Linked DNA regions of Pan troglodytes: region 1 is linked to region 2. Evidence: chromatin contacts called from public HiChIP or PLAC-seq data. All regions are on one chromosome and are shown on one strand. The core of a region is the stretch at or near the end of the contact, and the rest is flanking DNA. Distances in the headings are between cores, read along the strand shown. Region 1 holds the start of LSM11 (LSM11, U7 small nuclear RNA associated). Region 2 holds the start of FNDC9 (fibronectin type III domain containing 9).

Region 1 (5,060 bases), core at 1,795-4,294, 390 kb after region 2:
TGAGGTCGGGAGTTCGAGACCAGCGTGACCAACGTGGAGAAACCCCCGTCTCTACTAAAAATACAAAAAATTAGCTGGGCATGGTGGTGCATGCCTGTGATTCCAGCTACTTGGGAGGTTGAGGCAGGAGAATCATTTCAACTCAGGAGGCGGAAGTTGTGGTGAGCCAAGATTGTGCCATTGCACTCCAGCCTGGGCAATGAGCAAAACTCCCCATCTCAAAAAAAAAAAAAAAAAAAAAAAAAAGACATGGCTGGGCATGGTGGCTCACACCTGTAATCCCAGCACTTTGGGGGGCTGAGGCAGGTAGGTCACTTCAGGCCAGGAGTCCAAGACCAGCACGTCCAACATGGCAAAACCCAGTCTGTACTAAAAGTAGAAAAATTAGCTGGGCGTGGTGGCGTGTGCCTGCAATACCAGCTACTCAGAAGGCTGAAGCAGGATAATTGCTTGAACCTGGTAGGTGGAGGGTGCAGTGAGCTGAAATCATGCCACTGCACTCCAGCCTGGGTGACAGAGCAAAACTGTCTTAAAAAAAAAAAAAATTAAGAGACAGCCTGTGTCCCAGTCCCTCGTCTTGCACTGCAGAATTTACATCTAAGAAGAACATGTATTTTTGAAAGGGCGATGGCTGGCCTCATCCCTCACTAATTGACAACCCATCTGTCGATGCCATTTTTTCCCTTCCTGTTCTCACTCCACAGAAAGAGGAGATACGGTTCTTGTTTGGTAATTGCTAAAATCTCTTTGAGGAAAGAAATAAAGATGTCAACTCCTTTGGCCTGTTTTTTCATTTATTTTTCTTAGACAAATAGACTATATGAAATCTAACTTTTGTGTATATCTCTGGGTAGCCCAGGATACACATGCCCTCATCATAGCAGTGGTTCACAAACTTCTGGATGCAAAAAAAAAAAAATTACTTGGAATGCTTGTTTAAAATGCACATTTTTGGCTCTTCCCAGCCCCCAGGAAGGTTTGAAGCTCAACAATCTTTTTTTTTTTTTTGAGATGGAGTCTCGCTCTGTCAGCTCTGCAACCTCTGCCTCTCTGGTTCCAGTGATTCTCCTGCCTTAGCCTCTTGAGTAGCTGGGACTACAGGCACGCACCACCATGCCCGGCTAATTTTTGTATTTTTAGTAGAGACGGGGGTTTTCACTACATTGGCCAGGCTGGTCTCGAACTGCTGACCTCGTGATCCGCCCACCTCAGCCTCCCAAAGTGCTGGGATTACAGGCGTGAGCCATCACGCCCAGCCAGCAATCTGATTTTTAGCCCCAAAGGCTTCTGATATGTGTGGTTGTCAATATACAGCACCTTGGGCAGCAAGGCCCTCGGTATACTGTGATAGGCTGGGTGGGAAGGAAGTAAGATAATATAGCTCTTGATTGGCAATTTTAACTTAATGGTAAGTTGACAGCATTTTATATCAAAATACAGACAAGTAGGCATTAGAGTACAAATTTTCAAGAAAACCACCCAGAGAAATGTGCTTTCTGTGGGTCTTAAATGACACTATAAAGGCTATCACTCAGTTTTGCCATATGATGTGGGGATGAGCACTCATTTGTTGAATTGCCAGCAGTTCTGCAGCTTTGAGTTTTTAATTCAGGCAGGAGGTTTTGAACAAAGTGATAAGCTGGGCTCAAAACCTGTGCCATAAAGAAACCTGTACTGCTACTAATTAGAAGCCACTGTTTGATGGTTTTTTGTTTTTGTTTTTGTTTTTTTTTTGAGATGGAGTCTCCCTCTGTCACCCCAGGTGGAGTGCAGTGGCGCCATCTCGGCTCATTGCAACCTCTGCCCCTCCAGGATTAAGCAATTCTCTGCCTCAGCCTCCGGCGTAGCTGGGATTACAGGCGCGTGCCACCACGCCCTGCTAATTTTTTGTATTTTTAGTAGAGACGGGGTTTCACCATCTTGGCCAGGCTGGTCTTGAACTCCTGACCTCGTGATCCACCTGCCTCGGCCTCCCAAAGTGCTGGGATTACAGGCGTGAGCCACCGCGCCCGGCCTGCTTGATGGTTTTGTCTTCGCTGTAGTATGCATTCATCCCAAGGTATATTTCACAGTTGTATATTAATTTTCATCTTGCTCTCTAAGGTACTCTCCAGTATTCTCTTGGACTTCCTAAGTCTTAAGGAAACTGAAATGTACACAAAGCAACTAGTACAGAGAATACTAGTTGATGGCAGTTTGAGAATGTGGTGACGGGCAAGTGATGTGTGGCCTGTAGGTGAGTGGAAACATTTTGGCTCTGCTGGATGAGAAGGTTATATCTGGGCCTTCCGCGAAGAGTAGACTGTCATTTAAAAATCAACCAAAAAATATTTTGCCGAACTGAGACTATAAAGTAGCAAGTGGTATGATGATCATACCACAGGTCTTGGGAATTTTCCATAGTTTTCTCCAAGAGCTGGATCTTCGTTTCTTCCAATTGGTTAGCAATGCTTAGAAAGACAGTGATATAATGAATTTTCTTTGATACTAAGCACAAATTTGTTTATGCAGAGGGTATAGGAAATGGAGGACAGACACCCAGTATTGGCTGACATGCATCTATTATGAGCTCTGTAGGCAGTATCTCTCCATCCTGAGGTCAGTTCTATAAGGTAGGTGCTATTTATATCATATTTCAGACGAGAAACACGCTAAATACTTTGAGCCCAGGTAGGCTATTCTTCCCACCCTATCAGTAGTACTCAGCATGGAAGCAAACTGAGACATTCATTGCCTTCCTCCAGACATTTCCTGCCAGCTCAAGCTAGGATGCGATCCCGAGCTCATTCCCGGGGAACCCAGAGTATTAACAAACACCCTAAGTGATAATGATATAGACGGGGAAACTGCACTGGAGCAGGTCAAGCAGCAGTCGACAGCGTTAACTTGTCAGCTATGGGAGGAGGCGGTGCGAGGCGCGGGCTGGTCGGAGCCGCGTACCACGCCCCCCGGCCCGGGTGGAACGAGGACAGGTGCTGCCCTCCGGCGGCCGCGTCGGCGCAGTGCAACCCCGCGCCGCGGCTGCGCAGTGCCGCCCTCTGGCGGCTCCGTTCCTTCTTCCCATCGGCCTCGGCTTGCGGGCCTTTCAAACATGGAGGAGCGGGAGCGGGGGGCGAGGTCGGCTGGCGCCGGGAGCCCCGCGCGCCCGCCCAGCCCGCGGCTGGATGTCAGCTCTGACAGCTTCGACCCGCTGCTGGCCCTGTACGCGCCCCGCCTGCCTCCCATTCCCTACCCCAATGCCCCCTGCTTCAACAACGTGGCGGAGTACGAGAGCTTCCTCAGGACCGGAGTCCGGGGCGGCGGGCGCGGGCGCGGGCGGGCTCGGGGCGCGGCCGCGGGCTCTGGGGTTCCCGCCGCGCCCGGGCCCTCGGGCAGGACTCGCCGCCGCCCGGACGCGCCCGCCCCGGACCCCGAGCGCATCCAGCGCCTCCGCCGTCTCATGGTGGCCAAAGAGGAAGGGGACGGGGCCGCAGGAGCGGGCCGGAGGGGTCCGGGTCGGAGCAGGAAGGCGCCACGCAACGTGCTCACGCGAATGCCCTGTGAGTCCGCGGGCCGGGCGGGAAGCGGGGCAGCCGCCGTCCGGAAGCTGGCTGCCGAGGGGGCGTCTGCGGGGCGGCGGTGGCCGGGCGCGGGTCTGCACGTATTGCGGGAGCGCCTTGGTGAAAATTTGCGGGGATCATCAGTGACTATGGGGTGGATCTGCTTGAGTAATGTGGGTAATGAGGGCTTGGGGAGGGTCACCCTGAGTAAGAAAAGGGGCTGTAGGAGCAACAGAGGGAGAGTGGTAAGGCTGTAGTGGTGATAAGAAGCCGTGGGAAAGGTCTTCAGCGGTAATCGGGGCCCATGGAAGGGTCCCAGAGGTGATGAGCCTGCCGAGAGGGTCTACAGGATTGATGGAGGACCTGGAGAGGTGGCGGGGCTACAGAGTTTGGGGGACATCATAGGGACGTCTACAGAGGTGATGAGAGGTCTTAGAGACCACAGTGAGAGGTAAGGTGGGGCGGAAAACGGGAGACGTGGGGGAGCGCACAGCCAATATTAGGGGAAGGAGAGTATTTGGTCAGTGGGATTTGAGGATGATCGGATGGAGTGTGGGGAGATCTGTTCAGATAGCACAGGCGCATAATCCCATAACCCCTGTACATTGACAGCTCCTTCTCGAGTGCGATAAGCAGAAGGGCTGCAGGGTCTTGATACACATATGTTCACATTATTAAGTCACAAGTGCTGAAATGCAGCAGGCACAGAATGCCACTAAAACACAGACGCTGTTTTACAGCCACTCTGCCTGGCTGGGTGCAGGACTGTGTCTGTCAGGCTCATATTACCATATGTGCAGGTTATTTTAAGTTCTAAAGGTGTAAATGGCACAAGGGAATTTCTTGGAGCCTCCTCATAGATCCTTAGAGTAAAGCTGTAAACAGCAGAGGCTCTAATGTGTGAGTTAGGTCTTGTATAAATGGAATAAAAACAGCCTAAGGTTATCTCTTTTGTCATCTGGCAAGCAGTTCTGACATCTGCCCTGTGAACACAATGACCTACTTAGCCATTCAAAGCATCTGTATCCTGATAATTAAATTGTTACCTTATTAAGTCACTGTCTTTTGGATGGAGAGGTGTGCCAAGCAAGGGACTGTTTTGCTTCATTCCTAGAAATTTGTTTATTAAGAGAGAACATCCTGAAACGCTATGTGCTGTTCCGTGTGCCTTTGTTGGATGTCTTACCATGCCACAGCATCCCTGCCCAAGCTAGGATTTACCCCGGCCTGCTTGCCCGGCTGTAACACAAAGACAGTATGCGTGTTCCCAAAATGAGAGCAGTTTGGGGGACCTTAATTTGCCTATGCAATTTGCCACCATTAGGTAGTTGAAATGCACTCCAAGTCTCATTGCAACATTTATTTCTATTTTACCAGTTATTACTTTGCTACCAAGATTGTCAAGGGAAAGGAATATTCCTGTGTATTGCTATGTAGTGGGTGGTTTTAGCTTTCCCTATAGAGCACTTTACTGTAATGGTATGACAGTGTGTGAAGACCAGCTTTGTCAACTTCTTATGA
Region 2 (5,075 bases), core at 2,159-4,658:
GCTGTCTTTGAAAATAAGTTTACGCTTAAAAAATGAGTCAATTTAAAGGAAAGTATTATTAATAATAGTGAAGATAATCCATGGTTTTAAAAAATAGAGACCGGTGGTATGTGATTGCCTAAAAGTTGGAAAACACTCCAGAGCAAGGGTTCTCACACTTTTCCAAATAATCCCCTCAAGGGCAGAGGAAACTGGACATCTACATTTGCCCAAAAGTGTACCTCTGAGAGCCTACTTGTAACTCAAGCGTTTCCTTCAAGTGCTGTGTTTTATTTAAGTCATGCAAATTTTTGCTTTCTACTTTATAACATATCCATGTTTGTTTTAATGTTAAAACAATGCTTTCAATTCTTAACTGTGTCCTCCGAGTGGACGCTGCTGCAGAGATGCCTTGTTTGTGCCTTGGCATACCCTGGGGGATACATTTTCCAGCTTGAGAAGCTTTGTCATGGGGCATTCATCCAACCCAGGTGACTACAATAGCAGTGACATTTGATGGGAGAGAAATGGGTAGTCTATAGACACATTTGTACAAACGACCTACTGTGTGGAAAGCTTTAGGCTACATCATGCGGGCGCTCTCCTCCCCACTCTCATTCCCCACAATGAGGCAGTATAGCGGGTTGGTCACCACCCCCCCTCTGTAAGGCACCCGCATCAGGGGCATCCTGGTTGGCTTCGGGATCCAGTTCAGCTCCATCTCTGGAGTTCTTGCGTGGCACTTCCACCAGGGGGAGCCCCTGCAGGTCTTCCTCCCTCTGACCAAGATCCGGGGCCTCCTCTGGCCATCTCACCAACCCATTAGCCTCCTCCATGTGGCCAGCCCTGTAAGACCATCGCGGCTCATGGCAACGGACACACCAGAACTGGAGACAGATGAAGGCCAAGACGGCTGTGAAGCAGGCCAGCAGAATGGCCATCAGCACCCAAAGGGAGATCTGGGGGTCTACCAGGGAGCTTCCAGGAGCCAGCGGACTCTTATCCAGGGTGTGGAACATGGTGCAGTAGTGCCTGTAAGGGAAGGCAGCCTTCTTACAGCTGATGCACAGGAAGTAGAGAGTGGAAGGGGCGAGATGTTCCAGCACCACGGAGCTGATCGTTCGAGGCACCTTCTCCTCGTGGTGGAAGCTGTAGCGAAGATAGCCAGAGAAGATGCTGTTCCAGTTGGGCCTGTACATAATATGGTAATAGTCCTCCAGGCAGGGCTCCGAGGACGACCAGGAGATGATGGCTCCTGTATAAGAAATGTTCCCCACCTCGATGTTCATCCCGATTCTGGAACCAGAATCAAAGTGAAGAGTGACATCCCCTGATTTAAGTATGTATTTATCATAATCATAGCCACCATTTATTGCACATTTGAGATGGGCATTCATGTTGCCCTCATCTTACAGACAAAGAAATGGAGGCCGAGAGGTTCTGTTATTTAGGCATAGCGAAAAAGTGGCAGGACAAAAGTTAAAACTGGGGCTGTCCCATGCCAAAGTTCAGGCCTAAAAAGAGATGCACCCATGCAATCCCAGCCACATCCCACCCTAGCTGAGATCCTTCAGATAACAAAGGGGATTTTCTTAAGGGGATTGTTCTCATCCCCTTAAGAAAAAAGAAGAAAAGGTAAGGAGAAATCAGTAGAACCTCAGAGGTTCCACCTTTATTCTCAGGTCTGTGACCTCCCCTCAGGCAATTGATTCACCTCAATTTTCCTTCTTGACCTCCTGTTTCTGCTCCAAGTACTGTGAGCTCAGTGATCTAGAACGTTCTGCCCACTGCTTTGTTTAGCCTCCTGGTTCTGTTGCCCATGGTGAGTGGAAATTCGCTTTGTCACTCTTTGGCAGCTGATTTCACCCCAAAGCTTCTGCTCTTGTTTTGTTTGTTTGTTTTTTCAAAGCCAGCGGTACCAGGAAATTTGTTTCATAGGTAGAGATAATCAGCCCCTAATATCAGCATAACTACCACTATTTAATTCTGCTGGTATTATGAATGTTAATCATGGTAATAACCACTCACAGTAAGTGGTTGCTATGTCACTTGTCATGCTAGATGATTCACAGGCAGTAATTAATTTCCTTTATTCTTCATCACATCCTCTGAGCTAGATTCCCATTTTACGGATGAGCAACCTGATGTCACACTGCTAATACATAGAAAAAGGACTTAGTGCCGCCTAACCACTACATTTCCTAATGCAAGGCTGCCGGGTTTAGTTACAGACGTTATCGCAAAATGAGGTGCCAGGACTGAGACCCAGTTGCTGTTTTTCCAGACAAATCAAATGAGCCCTCTTTAGATTGCCAGGCCCCGCTTTGATAAGAGAGAGCCATCTTCAAGTATTTTAGTTTCTCTCATGCAGTTCCCTCTACTGATTGCCCCTGATCAGAAATACAGAGACAGTCATAGTTAGCCTACGCATATTCACATAACGGTCTCACCCTGCTTTGTCTTCCGCCTCTCCTCCCTCACATGAAACCCCGTAGGTTTCATTTTGGGTTGCAGTGACATAGTAAACAGCTGTCAACTGGATTTTCGCCTGCATTGGATATTAAGCCAAACCAATGGCTATTATGACCTGCCTTTCTCTCACCTCTGCTTTCCCCCATCCTCTTGTGTTTGTGCCCATTTTCCTCCAGGAGTGGAGCTGCAGAAAGGTGCACAGCATTGAGTAATTTCTTAATCCTTGGTTTTCTTCTGTAAGGGTAACAGTGAACTAAGATACTCAGGAAGGTGAATAGTGTCTTTCTATGTGGCTGAATATTTCTTCCCAGTAAATGGGGAACGAAAGGGATGAGACAGATGTGCTCAGACCCTTCCAGGGAAGGTCATCATGAAGGAGACCGAATGTTTATGTTTCCTAGCTTGGTGTCCTCTACACACTCATCCTCCCCACACCACACATCACTATAAATACACTTTCGACCACGATGGAAAGAGGTTAATTCATTATAGGCAGCCACCTGTGTAAAACCTTTCCATCAGGAGTAATCAGGAATCCTGTTTCTTGTCACGCATAAATGTTCTCTTGGCTTCCTATCTGCCACTAGCTGTCTGTACAGATGGAATTACCTCAGCAGACATTTTTAAGAGCTTTCTGTCAAGACGCAAATAGCATCCTCACCTTTTAGGACCAGGTCCATCTCCCTTATTGATTTTTCTTCCTCTGTTTCCGTTTCTAAATTCTCCCCTATTTTTAACTATTCATTTGCCCGGCCCTTCTCCAAGCAGAGTGTGAAAAGAAGCCATTTCCATTTCCAAGAAGAGCCATCTATATGTCTTACCTGATGCTTGCAGCGTGTCTGGTTAGAGCTCTGCCCTCCGAGGTGCAGTAGATTAAAGCTGAGAGAATGGTGCCTTCTCCCTCCTCCGCTCTGGGCTTTCCGTGTTGTTTCTCTCAACACTGAGTAATCCCACTGCCGCCCCTAATGCTCACATTATTCATTTCTTCAGATCAGCATCATTCACCATGGCAACCAGCAGGCATCTGTACGCACGATGCTTTCAGGGACCAGCCTGGAAAGGCTTTTGCCCAGTGAGAGGAGCTCTCATTCCTTTGGCTGAAAAAGGGCAGATGATGCCCTGAAAACTGGTCCCCAGTGCGGTACTAATTCTTCTAACACTCCTACATTTTCTCCCCAGTTGGCTGGTTATTATTTTCTTGTCCCATCTAGATCCTCTTTGGCCAGTGGTTTTAAATGCAAAGATGCTCTTCTCAGTTATTCCACACCCAAAGCAGTAATATTCATCTTCATCCCCTCCCACTCCTACACTTCCCCATCCCAACTGCCTACCCCACCTCTTTATCTTCATCTTTCTTTATTCTTGACTCGTGTGCCGTTACGTAGTTATATGGTACTGGTCAACACCCTTTTATTTTTATTGTCTGAGTCTCAGTTCCACCATCATCTGTAAAGCTGTGGGCTTGGGCTACATCAGGATGGCAGATCAGAAGGCAGAAGACCTGAGCCCTATCCCTGCACAGCCCTGAACCCCTGTCAAGCTTGCTAAACCATCATGGCACTCTCACTGGGTTGAATAATGCCCCCCCAAAATACATATCCATCCAGAACCTTAGGATGTGACCTGATTTAGAAATAGAGCCTTCGTAGATATAACTAGTTAAGGATCTCAAGATGAAATCTTCCTGGATTTAAGGGTGAGCCCTAAATCCAATGACTAATGTCTTTGTAAGAGAAAAGACAGAGAGGCTCAAGGGGAAGAAGCCAAGGGAAGACAGAGGCAGAGAGTGGAAGGATGCTGCCATCAGCCAAGGAACACCGGGAGCCATCAGCAGCTGGGAAGGCAAGGAAACATTCTCCCCTAGAGCCTTGGAGAGGGCGTGGTTCTGCCAGAGCCTTGATTTCAGGCTTCTGGTCTCCAGAACTGTGAGAGAATAAATTTCTGTCATGTTAAGCTGCCACATTTATGGTAATTTGTGATAGCAACCCTAGGAATCTAATGCAGCACTGCTTGCAGCTGGGTGCAGAAACAGCCCCAGAGTTCCTCTGAACACAAGCGTCCCAAGAAACTGCTTCCCAATCAATCAGTTGGAGTTGACGCCAGAAATGGAAACTGTTTGCTACTCCTGGATTGAATCATCCCCAGCGTTCCCTTCCTTTCAAGAATCCAGACTGCTTGCCTCCCCTTTTCTCATAAAGGGCTGTCTGGCTTTGAGGTTCCATCCCTTCCTGTTCCTTTCAACCTTGTAAGAACCTATTGCCACCATTCTATTGAGGAGATCACAGGGTGTGTCTGGAATAGAGGGTGGAAAGTAGCTCAGATAGATGTAGACCTGAATAAATTTATACAAATTATATGTTTTTAAAAGTCAGCTTTTCTCTTCTTGGTTCTTGGCCAAAGTATCCAAGTTAACTCATGAAGGTCTCTTTCTGATTCACATTAATGATAAAAGGTTAGAAAGAAAGCCAGGCACAGCGGCAGTGGTGTGCACCTGTCGTCCCAGCCACTTGGGAGGCTGAGGTGGGAGGATCACTTGAGCTTAGGAGTTCCAGACCGGCCTGGGTAACATAGAAAGACTTTTTCCCTTGGGAAAAAAAAAAAAAAAAGAGCCGCCTTGGTGAGTT

What was found. HiChIP or PLAC-seq counts read pairs in DNA pulled down with a chosen protein or histone mark.
Region 1: a contact with region 2 is called in an H3K4me3 HiChIP or PLAC-seq map of stem cell-derived excitatory neurons, with 8 times the contacts expected there. The contact joins the promoter of LSM11 here to the promoter of FNDC9 in region 2. A contact is called at or near these places in 1 of 7 Hi-C or Micro-C datasets (induced pluripotent stem cells) and 1 of 1 datasets of contacts at active chromatin or transcription factors (stem cell-derived excitatory neurons).

The regions. Positions count from the first base shown.
Region 1 is chr4:155,425,722-155,430,781 of NHGRI_mPanTro3-v2.0_pri, forward strand. LSM11 (LSM11, U7 small nuclear RNA associated) reads left to right here and starts at 3,045. Exons shown (of 4, transcript XM_001138531.7): 1 at 3,045-3,539. The coding sequence starts at 3,092.
Region 2 is chr4:155,031,902-155,036,976 of NHGRI_mPanTro3-v2.0_pri, forward strand. FNDC9 (fibronectin type III domain containing 9) reads right to left here and starts at 3,409. Exons shown (of 2, transcript XM_001138114.8): 1 at 3,273-3,409; 2 at 1-1,275. The coding sequence starts at 1,268. The coding sequence ends at 594. The region is part of intron 23 of CYFIP2 (cytoplasmic FMR1 interacting protein 2); the gene reads left to right.